Regions from separate parts of the Mus musculus genome. Here all the other regions are linked to region 3. The links are chromatin contacts, called in public HiChIP or PLAC-seq maps. All regions are on one chromosome and are shown on one strand. Each heading gives the region's core, a stretch centred on a gene start, on an enhancer-like site or on the middle of the called end of the contact. The rest is flanking DNA. Distances are from core to core; before and after follow the strand shown. Region 1 overlaps Trpc4 (transient receptor potential cation channel, subfamily C, member 4). Region 2 overlaps Frem2 (Fras1 related extracellular matrix protein 2). Region 3 has its middle 50 kb from the start of Gm31026.

The links. HiChIP or PLAC-seq counts read pairs in DNA pulled down with a chosen protein or histone mark.
Region 1: a contact with region 3 is called in an H3K4me3 HiChIP or PLAC-seq map of the 230-238 cell line, with 14 read pairs. The contact joins two enhancer-like sites. A contact is called at or near these places in 1 of 15 datasets of contacts at CTCF or cohesin (pro-B cells), 1 of 484 Hi-C or Micro-C datasets (the 63-12 cell line) and 2 of 115 datasets of contacts at active chromatin or transcription factors (both in the 230-238 cell line).
Region 2: an H3K4me3 HiChIP or PLAC-seq map of the 230-238 cell line shows a contact between it and region 3, with 2.9 times the contacts expected there. The contact joins two enhancer-like sites. A contact is called at or near these places in 3 of 115 datasets of contacts at active chromatin or transcription factors (the 230-238 cell line and large pre-B cells) and 1 of 9 other capture datasets (embryonic stem cells).

Annotation. Positions count from the first base shown.
Region 1 is chr3:54,287,776-54,291,988 of GRCm38.p6, forward strand. Trpc4 (transient receptor potential cation channel, subfamily C, member 4) reads left to right here. Exons shown (of 11, transcript NM_016984.3): 6 at 3,256-3,569. Among named protein-coding and RNA genes, the nearest start is that of Gm31095, 71 kb to the right of the region's middle. Within about 2 kb of position 2,181, at least 5 of the 459 cell types and tissues checked have an H3K27ac peak or open chromatin away from gene starts, as enhancers often do. A contact at or near this core is called in the 230-238 cell line, the 63-12 cell line and pro-B cells, where this site is marked.
Region 2 is chr3:53,578,933-53,582,662 of GRCm38.p6, forward strand. All of the region lies in intron 4 of Frem2 (Fras1 related extracellular matrix protein 2), which reads right to left. Among named protein-coding and RNA genes, the nearest start is that of Frem2, 77 kb to the right of the region's middle. Within about 2 kb of position 1,904, at least 17 of the 459 cell types and tissues checked have an H3K27ac peak or open chromatin away from gene starts, as enhancers often do. A contact at or near this core is called in the 230-238 cell line, where this site is marked.
Region 3 is chr3:53,973,097-53,976,852 of GRCm38.p6, forward strand. No RefSeq gene overlaps it. Among named protein-coding and RNA genes, the nearest start is that of Gm31026, 50 kb to the left of the region's middle. Within about 2 kb of position 2,260, at least 36 of the 459 cell types and tissues checked have an H3K27ac peak or open chromatin away from gene starts, as enhancers often do. A contact at or near this core is called in the 230-238 cell line, the 63-12 cell line and pro-B cells, where this site is marked.

The DNA of each region.
Region 1 (4,213 bases), core at 931-3,430, 310 kb after region 3:
CTGGAGAAGACTGATTCTCCCTGTCTCAGCAGCCATTGGCTGGCTGCTTGTAGCTCTTCTTCTAGGGGTGGGACCTTGAGAGATTTTCCTCATCCACATTGGTAGGTCAGCTGGTGTTTTCATTGTATGGGTCTCGTTTAGGTGACCAGGTGGAATGAGGTATCATGGGTGCAGCTTCTCTGTCGTGTACAGAAGACACTGTCTCAAAGAGGTATCGTGGTCTTCTGACACTTACAGTCTTTACACTCTATTTTCTAAGATGTTTCCAGAGCCTTGGATATAGGTGTCTTTTCTTTAGTGATTCTATTTATTTGTTAAATTCTTCTCCTATCTTGAATTGTCATTATATTCATCTGTTGGTATTTGCAGTCTTTATGGAGTCATCTATTCATATCCTCTTTCAGATCCTTGAACATACTCATAATTGCTATTTTGGAGTTCTTGTCTTGAGATTGAGCTAGACTTATTTCTTGGAGCATGTTGGCATAGGGGTGCTGCCTGTGGGTGCAAGCATACTGTCCTGGGTATTGGCACTTGTGTTTTGTGCTGGGATCTAGTCATCTGCAGTTATGATGCTTGTAGTGTTCTCACTGTAGATATCTGGTCTCACCTTTAATGGGTGTGTGTACAGTTCTTTGGTTTCTATTACCCAACCCTGACAGGTTGTGGACCAGAAGAATGATGGCTTATTTTTTAGTGTTAGGACCACTCTGGGTCTTGGGGCTCAGTCTCTGATTGCTCCAAGATCTGAAATTCTGGCTAGAAGTCTAGTTTCAGATTCTAAGCAGTACTGGTGGGTACAATATAAACAATGGGTAAGTTATATGGCAGACTAGAGTTGGGGAAGGGGCTGACTCTGGAGGTCTCTTAAGTGACTTTGGTCTTGTCTTAGTCAGTATTATACTGCTGTAAGGAGATACCATGACCCCAGAAACTCATAAAAAGGAAAACAATTCATTGAGACATTGCTTGGAGTGTTAGAGATTTAGTCCTTTATCATCATGGTGAGAAGCATGGCAGCACACAGGCAGACATGGTACTGGAGAAGAAGCTGAGAGCTACATTCTAATCTGCTTGGCTGGCTGAGAGAGAAAGAGAGACTCTGGGCCTCACTTTGGCTTCTGGAACCCCAGAGTCCACCCCAAGTGACACACTTCCTCTACAAGGCCACACATCCCAATCCCTTTAAATATTGTTATTCCCTGGTGACCAAGCATTAAAATTTATGAACCCATGAAGGCCATTTTCATTCAAACCACCACCGATCTTCCTCCACAAAGGGAGACAGAGGCAGGGTAGAGACACTCTGGGGCTGCCTATGAATGGCAACCCATCTGAAGGGGATGGAGGGGGTTGGGAGGAGGCTGGAGTAAGAGGTCCTTAGAAAGAACAGAGTGGGTGAAGAAAAGAGGAACACTGGTGGCCTATCTGGGTCCTAGCAAAAGGTGGCACCTGTAGGGTCCCTGCAGGTTGTTGGGGAGTTACAAAACAATGGAGGTGGTCTTGGAGGAGTGACTGAGGTGGGTGTCGAGGAAGGACTAGGGGAATCCTGGATCCACACCACCAGGAAGCTGAGGCTCAAGGGGATGATGGTGGTGGGCTAGAAGGAAGAACTGGAACCAAGAATAAAATTTCAAGTTAACGAGTTAATACCCAACAATAGGTTTAGAAAATATGTCCACTGGCCCAATACTTTATTCTCTCTAGATTTAAAGAACACTGTGGTTCGCAAAGCTTTTTAAATTGCTTTGATATAATTGCTTATTTACTCACTTTTTCTGTTTGCTTTTTGCTTTGAGACAGGCTCACTGTGCAGCCCCAGGTTAACCGTGACCTCACCAAAGAGCTTAGGCTGCCCTCCCTCCAACTCGCAACCCACTCCCTGAGTCTTGGGCACGGATTGCAGGTGTGCACTGCCACACCTATTTGGAAGCCTAAGACCATGTGTATGTGTACGGCAGGAGGAGATTTTAAAGCAAAACTTCAAAGAATGAGTTCAAGTGCTAATTGCTTACAGTTTATGTCTTTGTTTGTTCTCTGACAGGAAGCAAGGTGTCTGGATCATCAAACAGACAATGATTGATTTACATTGTGATCTTAGCATCAGTCCCCATGTCCAAATTCCCCAGTGGGGGATGTGATGAGAGCCAGATGTGCCCAGTGCACAAGGGGATTATACCACAGGAAAGGAAATCGGAAATTATGATTCTCAGAATTTACAGGATGCAGCTGAGCTAGCTGCCGGACTTCCCCCTGGGGAGAGAAAGACTTCAAATTATTAAGAAAATAAATATTCTCAGGAGAACAAGGTCCCTGGGTTTATTATCCAGAAAATGGAAGTAGATGGCTCCTGGGGAGATATCTGTGAGTCTCCCAGGAGCCGTTGTGACTTTTAATGGTAGTTTGCCATTACAACACCATTAATCCCAGTAATATGGCTCAAAAAGGCCTGACTGTGTGTAGCTGTGTAACTGTGATGATGCCTGCATAGTGTCATTCCATAAAAGCTACCAGACATGCTGGACTCTGAGTCCAGTGTGGATTCTTGTATTAGGGCAAAGATAGAGCCTTGTTCGTGCTTTCGAAGATTATCCATTGTAATTCTTTCAGTCACAGCCAAGATCATTCACTAAGGATGGTTCTGTGTATATCAGTTCCTGGGTAGAAATAGACTCTGTTATAGTATGATGGTGGCTTCTGCATCAGGTCACCTCCAACTGGTGCAAAACTGCAAATGAGGCATAACCTTGACTCTTGACTCTGAACGCTTTGACAGCACAGAGACCCAATCCATTCTTGCCTTTTGCCCTCTATTCTTGCAGTACCTCATGTTAATCCCCTTAAAGGTTTCTGTTAGTTAGTTAGATGTATCTGTCTGTGTCCTGGTCTATGAGTATGTTAAGCAAGAGTCGAAAAGTTGAACCTGATCAGTTGAATAAGCGGAGGTGTGTTCTTTGTACAAAGACAGAAACTATGAGGTAGCAGACAAGAACTAATTGATTCTCATGTCAAAGTTTTAACACACTGACAAAAACTAAATAAGAAGGACAGGCCTATACAGCCACATGAATTAAAGCTCACGAGTTATAAATTAATGGGCTTCTTTCTGTCTTTGTATGGCTTACTCTAGCTGCTGCCATCTTAAAGCATACACCTTCCAGAGAGTGGCTGAGGTGGACCCTAGAGAGCTCTGCAGAGCTGAATTTGATTCTGTCAGCATGTGTGCTTACTTTGCCTTCATTTCTGTTTCTTCAGTACAGTGCTCTGAACCCACGGGAATCATGGGACATGTGGCACCCCACCCTGGTGGCAGAGGCATTATTTGCTATTGCAAACATCTTCAGTTCCCTCCGCCTGATCTCTCTGTTCACTGCCAATTCTCACCTGGGGCCTCTGCAGATATCTCTGGGAAGGATGCTTCTGGACATCCTGAAGTTCTTGTTCATCTACTGCCTCGTGCTGCTAGCTTTTGCAAATGGCCTAAATCAGCTGTACTTTTACTATGAAGAAACAAAGGGGCTAAGCTGCAAAGGCATCCGGTGCGAGAAACAGAACAACGCGTTTTCCACGTAAGTCGGAGAGGCATTGCTCCTGCTAATGTTGGGCAGACCTGAGAGTGCATGATGTCACAAAATGTGAGAAATTCGCCACAAGGATTGCCAAGGAAATGGAGAAGTAAAGCTATGAATAATGCAGGAAATGGAATTAACACGGCTCTGAATAGAAACATAGACTTCTGGCATTAAGAAAAAAATACTGGGTACATTTATTTCAAGTTTTAGTAAATGGTCTTTTCTTTTGAAAAGATCATTTATATTATAGTCTTTATATAATAATATTATGTATATTATTTTATATATATATATATGTATACACACATACACAGGCACATAAATTCATGCATAGGGAAAATGTGGAATTCAAAAAGGAAACCTATGTATTATTGACATCTTATAAGTATTCATGTGCACTCAATCTTGTTGAAAATCCAAATGCTTTTCTGTATTTCCACATGGCCCCTCATATGTTTCTTTTGATTTTTAGTGCAGTATGAAAAAACATGAGCATGTAAAAAATTCTCCAAAATGAATACTCAAATCTATCCATTATTATTGCCTAAAGCTTGCATGAGGATGAACAGTTCTCAGCAGCCACTGTCAACTTCTGGGGACTTTCATAAGCAGGATTGATGGCAGCCCATGCTCATGAGAAC
Region 2 (3,730 bases), core at 654-3,153, 390 kb before region 3:
TTGAGCTCAGACTCTTAATCCTTCACAACTGTGAGCAACAGATAGATATTGTTATCTGTTTTATGAAAGTCACCCAATCTATGATATTTTGTTACAAAAGCCAGAGCTGATTAAGCCAGGGTAAATCACACATAGCATTCATTTTATGCTGCAAACTGTCCTGGCCGGGTTTTGTTTTCAAGTATGTCCTGAGGGCTGTTGAACATTCAGGGTTTTAATTAAGCAGCCCCTGTGGGATTTAAACCTGGAGGGCTTAAGGTTTGGTTCCTTCTGCACCCCGTGACCCATACACATTGGATTATACAAGTCAGGACTTCTCCCTCAGTGCCTGTTGCCTTGAACCATGAATAGAGAAGAAAGCCGGGTGTCCGGACCATGGCCCTAGACCTGGAATTCACTCCTGTATTTGATCTGACAGAGGGTAAATAGGCCCATATCAAGTTCAGGCTTTCTGTTGACCTAACTTTTAACAGAAATGTGTAACCTGCGGGAGAAACTATGAAAGGATATCAGAAAGACAATGAATGATTTCTACGGTCGCCATCTAGGGTAGCATGGCTTTTCAACTTCGCATTACATACACAGTAGAAGTGTATGCGCAGGCTGGCTCAAGCAGTCACAGCTTATTGTGAGTGAAATGTTTAAGAACACCATTCTTGCTTGCATCAGTTTTGAAATGCAGCTCGCTAACCCCCGGCAGTCTTACTATTTGCCAACTGTTATCCTAGACACTCTGCAAGCATTGACTGGCTTTATCTTTGCTTTTAACCTTCTGAGGTTAGAATGTTTGTGATTGGTATTTTAGGTGTCAGGATATAGCGCACACTCGGAGGTCAAATAACCTGCAGGAGGTCAAGGGGAGGTGCTGACAATAGATTTGAACTCAGACAAGACATTTCAGAGCCCATGCTCATAACCACCATGGTTGCCCAGCGCTTTTCCCAAAGGAAGCCATTCGGGGTGAGAAAGACATTGCTAACACCTGAGCAAAAGCCAACCTGATATCAAGAAAAAAGAAATTTACATCACAGTAGAGTGGAGTAAAGGCAGAGAGAGGGAAAGAAGGTTAAAAGAAAGTTAAAAAGAAGGTTAAAAGAAACCACCCAGAGCAGTGGTTCCCAACCTGTGGGTTGTGACCCCTTTGGAGTCAAACAACCCTTTCACAGCGGTTGAATATCAGATATCCTGCAGATCAGATAGCTACACTACTATTTGTAATAGTAGCAAAATTACAGTTATGAGTAGCAATGAAAATAATTTTAAGGTTGGGGGTCACCACAACCTGAGGAACTGTATTAAAGGGTCCCAGCATCAGGAAGGCTGAGGACCACTGACCTACAGGATTCCTTTAAAGAGTTGAAGATGTCCTATACATGTTCTTTTAGATAACATGAGTAACATACATTAGTATAGACAGAGAACATACAAAGTCATACATCCTAAGAGTGCCCATGTGAAATCCCACGGGCTTAACAGGCCGTCCCTGCAGAGGAGGAAGTGGGGGCTATGTTGTGGGATTAGAGCATTCTCATGAAGTGAACGAAGGGAAAAGCAACTGCAAGGCCGTGCTCTTAAATCCTAGAATGGTCCCTTCACGTGGGAGGCTTATACATGATGGAAAGATTAACTCATTACTTCTTGCTAGTTTTGAGCTTGCAGAGAAAAAAGTAGGAAGTCTAGGGTTCCCGTGGCTCCTCACACCCTGCCTCTCTGTTCAACTCTTACGACCATATAAGGCTCTCTTTCTGACTGAGTTATTTTCCCACTTCCAGGAAATGTGAATGTTTTTTACTCCGAAAGACAAACCCAGATAGACTGAACTCACCCTCTATGCTATACATGACTATACCCCATACCGCAGTTTCTATTTTTAAATTTGACAATGCTGCAAGTTACAGGGTGGGAAGTGACTGTATTTCTCAGAAATAAACTTGTAGCCACAGTTGACAATGTCCATCCTGTCTTTTCTCTCCATTACACTGTACAGATGAAAAAAAAAATGTACTAAAACCATGACAGGACAAATTATCTTCTGCAAATCTGTCATAATAAAAGAACAGGAAGAGAGCTTGGGGCTCAGATGAAAGCAATGGGTGTTCCCTGCCTTGAGAGAGTCTTTCCTGTTTGAAAACGACCCAGAAGGCATTCCACTAGTCTTCAGGCCACTGCAGTGCTGTTAGTCTGGCCAACAAGTGGACTCATGCAGAAGTGTCTCAATGCTGCTGTTGATGTTTGAACTTTGGCATTTCTCTTATGCCTTTTTTTTTTTTTTCTTTCTTCTAAAGTGGACCAAGTATATGAGGACCATTTTAAAAGGGAGTTTGGGAAAGAAGCAAATGGAACCCATGAGCCTAACTCACATGTGATGTGACACAAGTTCATATCAGGATAGTAGAAGGTCTTGGTAATCGCTATTGTTCTTAGACCTGTATGGATGTTTTGCTGGAGCACACGTGTGTGTACCACATGCATGCAGGAACCCGTGGAGGCCAGGAACAGGCATCCGATCCTCTGGATCTGGAGTTTCAAACAGTAGTGAGCCAGCATGTGGGTGCTGAGACTTGAACCCAGGTCCTCTGTAAGAGCAGTAAGTACTCCTAACTGCTGAGCCAGCTCTCTAGACATGCTTTTTTTTTTTTTTCTTTTTACAACATTAAGCAGTGACTCAATTTGATTCTACCAAAAACATTTACAGAGACCAAATTGGTCTACTTGCTCATATTACCAGGGAAATATCAAAACAACCCAGTCAATACAAGTTTATAGATATTTCAGTTACAACAAGCAAAATAATTATACAAACATTGGCTTTCTATTTTTTCCATGCATTTATACTCAAATATTTGAGGTTGTGTTCTCCTAGTAAATATATATAAACTCATTTTATTATGGGTAGAGTCTATGAAGTAGAAAGAGAATCGAACCTATTTTTTAAAACTTTATTTTTATTTTAATATTTTAATTTAATATCTTAATCTTTAAATTAATGTTTAATATTTTAAATAGGACCTATTTTTTAAAATTACATATTTTTCTTTAACAGAAACAAAAGTGTTTACTCCCAGTTAATGTCCTGTACGTTTCTAAGAGTAAGAAACAGTGGTATTGTTTGAGATACAGGATTTAATAGACAGGAGACTAAGAATCATTATCCTGAAAACCTCTCAAAATGGCCTCACTGCTGTCAAGAGCAGCAGCGCTCTTGCAGAGGACTTGGGTTCAGTTCCCAGCTCAATCAACTGTAACCCAAGTTCCAGAAGATCTGACATCCTTTTCTGGCTGCCACAGGCACCACATGTGTGTGTGTGTGTGTGTGTGTGTGTGTGTGTGTGTGTGTGTGTGTGTGTAAATAAATCTCTAGTAAAATTTTAAATGAGCTAGATGTTCATTCTATGGCTCATTATTTATCATAGCACCAGCACTCTATACTATTAGCTGATGGAATGTGGTTATGAGATCATAGGACTAGCCTTGGGGTTACCAGGCACCTGGGCTGTTTCACCTGCATCTCCAGCATTTAGCAGAATTCCTGGTACCTATAGCAGATGCTCAGTTAACCTTTGACTACACAGGTACATAAGACAGGGACTAAAGTGTTCTTGTTTTCTTTTTTAGAACATTTGGGTTTAGTCTCCAATGTTAATACATTCGAGGTTTTAAACATACTCAAAAGCTAAGGATTCCTGTGCTGTTGTGACCTACAGGGACAACTTGTATCACTGTTGCATTT
Region 3 (3,756 bases), core at 1,010-3,509:
GATTTTTGCATTTATTACTCACACAGTTATTTTCAGGGCTGATAAATACTCTAGTATCAGTACACTATAGCTTATCTTTTTTCAAAGATCTTTAAGAGAAGTAGTCTTATTTGCACTCATAGTATATGAAAGACCCAGCTACTGTGCATTCTTGCCTGCCTTTGATTTTACTAGTCTGCTTCTTTTTTTTCTCTGTGCCTGGGGTGGGGGAGGGGGTTGAGTAGCCATTCATTTTTAAAAGCAATGGTCTCTGCTTCTTCTGTTGTGAGATGGTCTAATATGGGATTCAACTCACAGGCTCATTAGAAAGACTAAATGAGAAATATCCAGAGCAACGGAGAAGGTGATTTCCACATCCCCAGCAGCCAACATTGTTAAATAAAATACCCACAGGAAGAGCAACCACAAGGAAATAAGTCCTCAGAAGCATGAGGAAAATGTACTACCTGGAGGATAAGTTTCTAATGCATGAACCAAAAGATTCTAGAGGTGAAGATATGGACCACAGGAGGAGCTAATAAGAACCATTCACGCTGCACATGGCAGAATCAAGATAGATGCTTGCCTAAAACGTGAACAATTTAAAGACATTTGATTTTTGTTCTCTGCTGCTACCTACCCAAAAGCCCACATGTTACAGAGCCCAGCTCCAAGGTTAGACTATTAGGAAGTGGTAGAGTTTTGAAAGTTAGGGGTGAGCAGAAAGGTCATTAGGCCACGGGGGGAGGGGAGGGCATGTCCTTGAAGGAGACAGTGGGACCCCAGATGTTTCCCTCCCTAATTTTTTGCTTCATGTTCGTAAGGCTCATGGCCTTTGCCCTACTCCACTTCCTACCATGATATATTGCATCTAGATGTGCCCCAAAGCATGGGAACCAACTGATTATGGCCAGAACCTCCAAAACTATGATCAGAATTACATATTTTCCCTTACTGCTAATTGTCAGGTGTCTGTGTCAAGCACTGTAAAGTTGACTGACTTATGCTCTCATCAGAGGTGGTGCATTGGTTAAAGTTAGCTAGGACCGAGGCCAGCAAGATGACATGGTTCATAAAGGCAATTGATGAAGAAGTCTAGCAGTGTGGTTCACCTCTGGTGGAAGGAGGGAACAGATTCCACAAAGCTGTTCTCTGGCATGTGCCATGGTACCTTACACAGAAAAATAATAATGGACAATAATTTAAATTACCAAGATGGAAATATACTTTTAAAATGTTTGTGATAAAATACATTCTTTTATTTATCAGTAAGACATTTTCAAATATGATATATATTTTTTTAAAAAGCAAGCAAGCAAATGCCATGTATAAAATGGGATCCATTATGAATGTGGAATGTGCAGAAGTCAATGTATCTTTGATGGCATTCCAGTCTCTAAGGCCTGGACAATCTCTGCACAAGCATCCTGCCCATTGGGGCAGGTTCTTCCCACAGTAAATCATTGGTAAGAACTCTCCTAAGACTTCTGTCTATGCCTTATGGAATTCCTAGGCCCTGTTCTTGACTTCCATTATCAGCATTGCTAGCCTAAGGGAGCTGATGGGCTTGGTACCAGGGCTTAAGTGCAAACTCTTTGAACAGATTGAAACAATAGAGCTTAATCATTTTTTTTAAATAATCAATCAAGCAAGATTCTTCTACACTTATCAGCCCTGTTTTACTAAGAATTAAGGAGAAAATGGCTGAGTTTACTGTTATAACAGCAACATCATAAAAATTAGTAATATCTTCAACTGCACTTATAAAATTATGATGTTGACAATTGTAATCATATACATGCACTTCTAATCGAGGAACTGAATGTCCTTCCTTTTGATAATTAGCTTTAAGTGAGGTAGCAGAACAGAGTGTTTGTAGAAGGGGATGAAGGAGATTCAAGTTTTATCTGAGAAACAGGAGGTGGAGGCATTGGCAGGCTCAGTTTGGCCAGAAAACAGCAAGGCAACAGCTGTCATTTCCTCTGCTAAGAACTAGAGCTAGATCCAAAGCCAGTCCAGTTGGGGAAGGAGATGCTAGCTGAACGAAGGGGGACCAGAGCCCCTTCTCCTTCCCCATCTCTTCCTCCGGAGTTCCATTTCTGCATTACCTTTGCACGTTTCAAGTTGCTGCGATGTTTACCTTCTTGTCTGTTATTCTGAATGTGAGCTGGAGCAGGGAGGGCGTGTCTGGCTTCTGTGCACATCCCCCACCATCGCCAGGGCCAGGTGCAAATGCTTGAGAGACGTGTGTTAAATCAAGTGGAAAGCATTCTGAGAAATAGAGACGCATCCAAATGTGGCTGGATGTGTTTACAGGGGCTGTACCCAGTTCCTGGAGACCATCACACAGGCTGAAGGCAGACACCGTGGGCAGCACTGGGGAGCTTGTTTCCAGCTCTAGCTGGGGGCAGCTCAGCAACTGTCAGTTCTGTGAGGCGTGAGGGTTTTGGGTAGGATTTGCAGTATAATTCTGAGTTCTTCCTAAGTGGATACAATTTCAATGGTGCGTTAGATTTTTTTTTCTTTTTTTAAATCAGAAAAACAAAAACATCTTGGGAACATTAGTAGAGACTCTTGCAGGAAGGTCCAAGTCTGTGACTAACTTGCCACATGAAATACATAATGTCCTGGAGGTAATATTAAGTGAATCACTCGTTTTATTTTTCTAGAATGTCAGTTTGTGCTATTTTTCTTAAAACCATATGTCATTATGAGAAAATATCAGACCTCACATTTAAGGCTCTTTCAGTATTGAATAGGATTTTTAAAAAAAATTTTTTTTTTATGATCAAGACCATAATATTAATCCCCACTGCTTAGAATGTTTGTGTGAGAACTAGAAATGACGGCTAAATGTACCCGTCCACACTGGAAGGACCAAACCCTTCTAATCCTACATTCAGGACATTTTCAGACGTAGTGGGAGGAGTCTTGTGATTTAACACCAAACTTCTTCATATTTTCATTTTAATTATGTTTGCACATATTAGCTTCTGTTGGTTAAAAATCTGTTTTTGAAATATATTCCTCACATGAATTTCCTGTATATGTAAAATCATGCCTTGTTTTTTTTTATGCAGATAATTTCAATCATCTGTATGTTTCTTTAACCTTTTTCCATCTCTTAAAATGTAGTTTATTTTCTAGCTGTTCATGATTTTGCCCCAGGGCGCTGGGTCAGTGTGTCTTAAATACTTACGTTTTGGACAAACTACCCGTGAGGAAACTAATCAAGTTATGGATATAACGCATATGAAGAAGAACAGCCGCACTGGCAGTTTCAATATAGGCTCCATCTCACGGAGTGGCCTGAAGGGGAAATAAATAAATAGATCAATAAATAAAAATGAGTAAGTGGTTGGTTACTCCCAGAACATTTTTGCTAATATTGTACCATTAGAGCTTTCAGGTAAATCACTGTTATAGGCCACTGGATATTTATTTTATTTTACTTATTTTAATTTTTGGCACTCTTTATCTTATTGGGCTTTTTGTTTTTTATTTTTTATTTGTGTGTGTGTGTGTGTGTGTGTGTGTGTGTGTGAGAGAGAGAGAGAGAGAGAGAGAGAGAGAGAGAGAGAGGACATGAAGTTGGGTAGGTAGGGAGGTGAGGAAGATCTAGGAGGAGTTGGGAGAAAGGAAGTGATATAATCAAACATATTATATGAAAATATGATTTTCAACAAAAGATCTATAAGTAAAAACCTTTGAAAGGAGTGATTTTCAAAATGTACTAGGAATTAGTTACATAACCACATACATTCATGATGGAATCTG